2 separate regions of the Oryctolagus cuniculus genome follow, and region 1 is linked to region 2. The links are chromatin contacts, called in public Hi-C maps. All regions are on one chromosome and are shown on one strand. Each heading gives the region's core, a stretch centred on a gene start, on an enhancer-like site or on the middle of the called end of the contact. The rest is flanking DNA. Distances are from core to core; before and after follow the strand shown. Region 1 has its middle 98 kb from the start of UCK2. Region 2 holds the start of FAM78B (family with sequence similarity 78 member B).

Region 1 (3,425 bases), core at 647-3,146, 230 kb before region 2:
GGAGTGAGCCACAGCACAGTCGACCTGTAACCTTCAGAACAGGGGAAGGACAGGTAATGTGAAGACTTTAAGGACCTGGGCCAGGACTGTGCCAGGCACCTGTCTGCCCTCAAGGACTCATACACAGCGCAGGGCCACTCATGTGTGGACAGAAGTCTCATACAAAGCAGAACAGAGTACGCACAAGCAGGTGCAGTTCCAACTCCCAGACCTGGGGGTGTCTCACAGCAAGGGGCAGCTGTGACGTCTGCTCTGTGGGCTCAGGTTGGCCAGTCTGTAAGGGAAATGTATAGGGCCTGAGTCGCCCACTCTGCAGTCTCACCCAACCTCATTGTGCAGTGGTTGCTTATGCATACGTCTTCTCACTCCCTGCCACTACTAGCCGTCCCCAGGCGTAGCTTTGCAGTTGGCTGGTTGCATGACCCTGGATTAACCACCCTCTCATCCTTAATCCCTGTATTTAGGGATGGTAATGCCACGTCCTTACCTCTTCACAGGCTTGTGCCAACCTTAAGTGAAGCAATGCCCCAATGCTTTGAGAGTTTGTAAGTGCTATATATTTATGACGCATGACAACGCTTGTTGATAGGAATTTCTGCAATCTCCAGTGCTTGGGAGGGCTGGGCCTGCTGTGGGCATTTACAGACTTGGTAAGAATGTAAACATTGCTGCAGGCAGAGCCCTGTGGCTGCCTGATAGATGCCAGGCTGGTTCAGACAGAGCCAGGACAGCCGTGTCATAAAAGCACTGGGCTGGCCCTCGCCAGGAGTTGATTCAACCAGGCATCGGAGAGGGGTGATCCTGTGGGTGGGACCTGCCCCAGCCTGGGGAGAGGAGCTCCCTGCCCCAGACTTTGAGGGAGAGCGGATGTAGGATGGAATCAGGCTGTGCTCTCACCCTTGAGAAGAAAAGCCAATGTCATTTCCAGGGCCACAGTGATAAAGGAACTGAGTGGCCAGTCTCTGACCCATGGGAGGAGGCCAGAAGACAGGGCAGAGTCCCCACGCTTGTCCGTGTGCTGCACCGAAGAACACCCCCATGAGCTCCTCAGAACTTGATCCCTTCACAGGCGATTTAAAAACGGTCTGGGGGTTGGCACTGTGGCGTAGCAGGTTAAGTCACTCCCCGAAGCACCATCATCCCATATGGGTGCCAATTCTAGTCCAGGCTGCTCCACTTCCGATCCAGCTCTCTGCTGTGGCCTGGGAAAACAGTAGAAGATGGTCCAAGTGCTTAGGCACTTGCACCTGCATGGGAGACCTGGAAGAAGGCCCCTGGCTTTGTATGGGCACAACTCCAGCCATTGCGGCCATCTGGGGAGTGAACCAGCAGATGGAAGACCTCTCTCTCTCTCGCTCTCGCTCTCTCTGCCTCTCTGTAACCCTGCTTTTCAAATAAATAAATAAATAAATCTTAAAAAAAAACCCAGTCTGTTTATTGATTTGATCACAACCAATGTTTAAAAAACTTTGGTTAAGGCGAGAGCTCCATGCAGGCATCTTTGGTGTGTATGTGAGAGTGTGTGTGTGTGTGTATGTGAGTGTGTGTGTGTGTGTGGGTGGGGTGTGTGCAGAGGCTGATGGTGTGGGCTCTGGAGGAGAGGCTGTTTTAGAAGAGCAATTCCTCTTGGAGGGTTGTAATCTGTGCTTTGACTGCTGTTTTCACATTAGAGATTTTTTTTTTTTCAGCAAGGATCCTGCAGTCCACAACAACACCATCCAGTTTGCTAATAATTTGATGACAGATCTCGAATGCAGCTCTGAACACACTCAGATCTGGAGATGTTTCTTTTGTTTGCGTGTGGGTGTGAGCGCACAGGCAGAGGGACTAATGCATGGCTTCCCCTGCAGCAGCTTGGAGGATCTGGCAGAGTTAGACTCTGTGTGTTGGCCACAAGTCCTGTAATTACACCATTTCATTCTCCCCTGTGCGAGGCTTCAAAACTCCACCAGGGGGCAGAATCGCAACTTCTCCCCTTCATTTCATTCATCAACTGTTTAGCTAGCCAGTCTCCCCAGTGTGCCTGTCTTGAAATGCATTGTTTTGTTTTAAAGCTCATTAGAATCCCGAGAGGTAGAGTATATTGCCCCTTTTTCCATAAAGGGAGTTGAGGTTTAGGATAAGTTAAGTAAATTGCACCAAGTCAGCAATACCTGGAGAAGCTGAAATGTGACCCTGTGTTTTCCTGACTGCAAAGCTTAAACCCCTATGCATGCCCTTACCTGGTGCTGTAGCCTCTGCTATGACATGCCGTCTCAAAGACCAAGTTCTGTCCTCCTAGGCTCTGTGGATCCTGGGTATCCTTACAGGGTCTCTAAGGTACTCCATGGAAGCCACTGTCCACCTTAGCAGGCAATGATTACCATGGCCCCTAGCCTTGCCTTCTTGTTCCCCTATAATATCCCCACCCAGAACATCATCATTCATATCTGCGTTTTATAGGCATTTTCCCAACAGACAGGTTTCGAGCTCTGCGGCTTGGCTTGAGCCTCTGTCCCGTGGCTGTCCCCTGATCCTGCAGTGGCTTTTTAGGGGAGGGGTATTGCTTCAGAGAGAAGCAATCATTAAGCCTTTCCCACCCAGTGTTCTCAGCTCAGGAGAGTAGAAGCAGGAGGGTGTGGCCTCAGAAGTGTGGGCTTGAACTTGTCCTGGGAAAGGATGCAGGGAAAAGTGAGATTTGCTGGGAGCAGAGTGGTCAGCAGGGGCCTGCACCAGGGGCTTCTGTGCAGAGAGCTGGACGAGCTGTGACTGGGGGGAGGGGGGGGATAGGGAGCAGCAGGGGGCATCCAGGGAGTGCTCCAGAGTGCTCCTTTGTGAGTCTCCTGTCTGTTTCCTTTTGTTGTCCTGGTACACAGACCAGAGGCTGGGATAGGAGAGCAGGGGGTGAGTCTTCTCGTAGTCTTCACACATCTCACAAATTGAAACCATTCACTTGGAGAGTGTGGTTAAATCCAAACAAGGGCCGGCACCGCAGCTCAATAGGCTAATCCTCCGCCTAGCGGCGCTGGCACACCGGGTTCTAGTCCCGGTCGGGGCGCCGGATTTTGTCCTGGTTGCCCCTCTTCCAGGCCAGCTCTCTGCTATGGCCCGGGAGTGCAGTGGAGATGGCCCAAGTGCTTGGGCCCTGCACCCCATGGGAGACCAGGAGAAGCACCTGGCTCCTGCCTTCGGATCAGCGTGGTGCGCTGGCTGCAGCGCGCCAGCCACGGCGGCCATTGGAAGGTGAACCAACGGCAAAGGAAGACCTTTCTCTCTGTCTCTCTCTCACTGTTCACTCTGCCTGTAAAAAAACAAACAAACAAACAAAAAAATCCAAACAAGAAGACTGCCCAGGGATACTGATTCATTGCATCCATAAGGGTATGTCATTCAATAGTACTTTCCTAGAGATGGGGTGTGGGAAACCTCTCTGACCTCTGCAGAGT
Region 2 (3,507 bases), core at 804-3,303:
AAGAGTGAGGCTGCCTTTGCAATAGTTTTGCTTGGTCTCTCATCCCATGGAGAGCAGCTGGCGTCTTCCATCAACATTACCCACCATCATCAAGGTGAGGCCAGGGGCATGAGAAAGAGAGGGCCCTTGCCTGGTGTGTGTGGGTGGCTTTCTCTGGCCTGGCTGGAAAGGATGGGTGGTCTTATGCATGGGTTCAAATCTAATCCTTCTTTGGAGGCTGTGTCTGTTTTTCAATGGCATGATTCACCCAAAATAATACGTCCCCCATGGCTCACGTCTCACTGTCTTACAGTGTGCAAGCCCAGATTCACATTTGTTCACCAGGAAAAGAACTTTCTCCAGCACTGAGCTTTTAGGCTTAAAGAGAGAAGTGCAAACTCCTTGGGAAGAAAAAAAGGAAACAAAACGACCTGTCAAAATTCCTTTTAGCGCTTCTGACTAGTGTTAACTTCCATGCTCTCAGAGTGCAATAAAAACCCTGCCAGCGCCTGCTGAAAAGATGGTCTGACCTTTTAAAACGAGTACTCCCCCATCCCATATCCATATTAAATAGGTGAACCTTGGGAGCTGTAGAGTTTTCGATTAATAAGTGAAATGAGGTTGAATTTTCAGAAAAAAAAAAAAAAAAGGGTTTCCCTCTAGGCTGCAGGCTAATTTGGGTGTTCTAGATCTACATTGTTAACAGCAGGCAGAAAGCAGGCCCCAGACCCGCGAGCCACTGCAGTTGCCAACTGCCTCGAGTCTAGTTCCCAACTGAGGCGGGCAAGGAGTTAGGAAATGGTAAATTAAAAAGTCTGGGACAAGACTGCCCGTAGCCTGCGGATCCCGGGCCGGCTGTCGGCCCCTGGCGGCCGAAGAAGCCGCAGCGATCCTGGGTCTCCACCGCAGCCGCCCAGCCCGGCGCGCACCAACCGGCGCTGCTGAAAGAAGTTGGAGAGCTCCCAGCTCGCCGGCAGGATTCGGTGGTGGGCGCCGGAGAATCCCTTCCAGTGGCGCAATTAGGAAAGTTTCGGAAAGTAAAGACCCTAGACAGCCAGAGACCTATTCTTTCCTGGAGCACCAGGAGCACCCCGCGCCGCGCTAGCCGGAAGCGACTCGCACAAGGCCATCAGCCTTGCTCTGCCCGGACGCGCCGGGTGCCTTTCAGCTGCCCACCGCCCCAGACCGTGGCCCGAGGTCGCGGAGCACAGAGGGCTCTGCCGTGCTTGCTGTTCTAGACACGAACACCTCCAGGCTGCCTAGGCACTAGGGCTCGAATCCGACAGCCGAGAGGTGGCAAGGGCAGAACCACCAACTCCTGTTCGGACGCCCGGGACCTTCCCATCCAAGCCTGCTCCGCTTTCTCCAAAGGACGCGCGGCACAGCCCATGCGCCCCCGGCACTGCGCGCCACTCCCCTCCCTACAGTGCCCCCAAACTCTTCCCGGGAAGCCCCACAAACACCAGACCGGGCCCCGAAACTCCCAGTCACCCCGACCTCCGCCTCTCCAGCCCCGCACCGTCCTCCTCGCGCGTCTGGGAAGTCAGAAGCAAACCACGAGAAAATGCCCCCATGAGGAGCCTCCCCACACCCGCCCTGTCACTGAAACAAAGCGCAGGGAGGCGGGGGGCGGAGAGTGGGGAGTCGGGAGGGAGATTTAGAAAGAGGACGGGGACCGCGCGGGGAAGGAGCGGGGCGGGGGCCGGGACCCCACCGGGCGCAGCGCAGCCGGTCACTTACATGCCCAGGTCGCTGTAGGTGTTGAAGAACTCCATCTGGTTGCACGCCTGGATCCAGCCCACCACCCAGGTCTCGTGGCGGGGGATGGGGGGCATGACCACGCGGGCCGAGGCTTTGAAGTAGGGGGTCTTGTAGCGCAGGACGATGGGCGAGGTCTCCTCGATGCGCGTGGGACACTGGTCGATGGTGGCGCACACATCGTACACCACGATGTTCTCGCGCCGGATCCGCGCCTTGCAGGTGATGCTTTGGATACAGCCCATCCTGCCGCCCGGCGCCGGCGCGGCGCGGCGCGGGGCAGCGCGGGGGCCCGCGCGGGCAGCCGGGGGCGCCCGTCAGGCCGGCATGGCGCCGCGCCGCTCGCTCGCTCGCGGTCCGGCTCAGCTCGCACCCGGGAGCGGGGAGCAGTCGCCGCCGGGCATTCTCCGGGGAAGCCCCCTGCTCTGGCCGCCGCACCGGGTCCCAGCTGCCCCGACGCCCGCCCACGCCCGCCCCCTCGCTCGGGCAGGGCGCGCGGAGCGTGCGCCCCTAGGAGGCGGCGGGCGCCCTCGCCAGCTCCCGCGCCCAGGCGGAGGGCAGGGAGGGGAGCGGCTCTGCGAGGAGTGCTGCCCACCCCGGGCCGGAGCCCCCCGCCCCTCGCCGGAGAGGAGGAGGAGGAGGAGGAGGAGGCGGCGGCATGGAGCCGGGGGAGGGCGGCGGCGGCGGCGACAGCAGCGCCCGGTTTGTCTGCCTCCGCGGCGGCAGCAGCAGCAGCAACCGCCGCCGCCGCCGCCGCCGCTGCTGCATGAACCTCTGCACCGCGGCTGCCCCCCGTGTGCAGCGCACCCAGCGGCGGGCGAGCGGGCGGCCCGCGCGGCAGGCGGAGGCAACGGCGGCGGCGGCGGCCGGCCCCGCGCTCCCGCCGGCCCCGCCCTGCTGCTGGACTGCGCCTTCGCCCCTCCGGCCGGCAGCCGGAGCCTGCGGGTCGCCGGGGGGCTGCGGCCGGGGCTGGAGAGCCCCACGGGCTGGGGCTGCCCCTGACGTGCTCCGCGGAGGAGACTGGCTGTACGCCATGAGTTTTGTCCCTCTCCGGCTGCCGTCCGGGTGGGGGGGGCAGTGTGTGAGGGTGGGGGTGTTTAAAGGGCCGCCAGCGCCCGGGGTGGGGCCGGCACGTGGGGCCGGGGCGGGGCGCGGGCCCGGCGAGGGGTGGTGAACGCCGCCTCGGAGGGCGCGGCGCTGTCCAGAGTCCGGTGGGAAGCTGAGCGCCCTGCAGGGCCCCTGGGCGCGTGTGGGGCAGCTGAGGGGTTGGGGTTTCTGTGGGCGTGGCCGTCGTCCACCGCACAGTTGGGGACATTAGAGTTAGGCTTGAGCCCCCTCCCCAGTCCCCCAGTGTCCACCCTCGCGGAGGGCTGAAGTGCGGGCTCCGCAAGGGGCAGTGGATGCCGTGGTTTTACTTCTTTCCCACCGCGGTGCTTAGAAAGGGGCACCCGAAGAATCGCTCCGTGCCTCTACACCAGTCTACAGCATGCCTGCGTATGGGTTCAAGTAAGAGTTCGGCTCACCCCAATCTTTTCTTCCCTAGGGGTCGCGCCTTTGAACAAAGCACTCCACAGTAGAGATTCTGGGCGGTGGTAGGCTTACCGTGGACTGCGTCTGGGTGTCCCTGCACCCCGAAGCAGGCTGTGTCCAGCATGACCATCTAGCTGGGTTAAAAGCTTTAGCGGCCCTGCTGAGGCTACCCGAGGCCTGCTGGGTACAAGGGGAGCCTGGGGTCATTATCAGAACCAGGCAGGGTTAAGTAGTATCTGG

What was found. A called contact is a pair of places that touch in the nucleus more often than the background predicts.
Region 1: a Hi-C map of psoas muscle shows a contact between it and region 2, with 7 times the contacts expected there. The contact joins the enhancer-like site here to the promoter of FAM78B in region 2. A contact is called at or near these places in 5 of 6 Hi-C or Micro-C datasets (ear pinna, embryonic fibroblasts, psoas muscle and 2 more).

Annotation. Positions count from the first base shown.
Region 1 is chr7:32,678,717-32,682,141 of mOryCun1.1, reverse strand. No RefSeq gene overlaps it. Among named protein-coding and RNA genes, the nearest start is that of UCK2, 98 kb to the left of the region's middle. Within about 2 kb of position 1,896, at least 1 of the 8 cell types and tissues checked has an H3K27ac peak or open chromatin away from gene starts, as enhancers often do.
Region 2 is chr7:32,451,748-32,455,254 of mOryCun1.1, reverse strand. FAM78B (family with sequence similarity 78 member B) reads right to left here and starts at 2,053. Exons shown (of 3, transcript XM_002715822.5): 1 at 1,720-2,053. The coding sequence starts at 1,982. It overlaps LOC127493725 (a long non-coding RNA gene), which reads left to right and starts at 1,639. Exons shown (of 4, transcript XR_011390326.1): 1 at 1,639-1,788.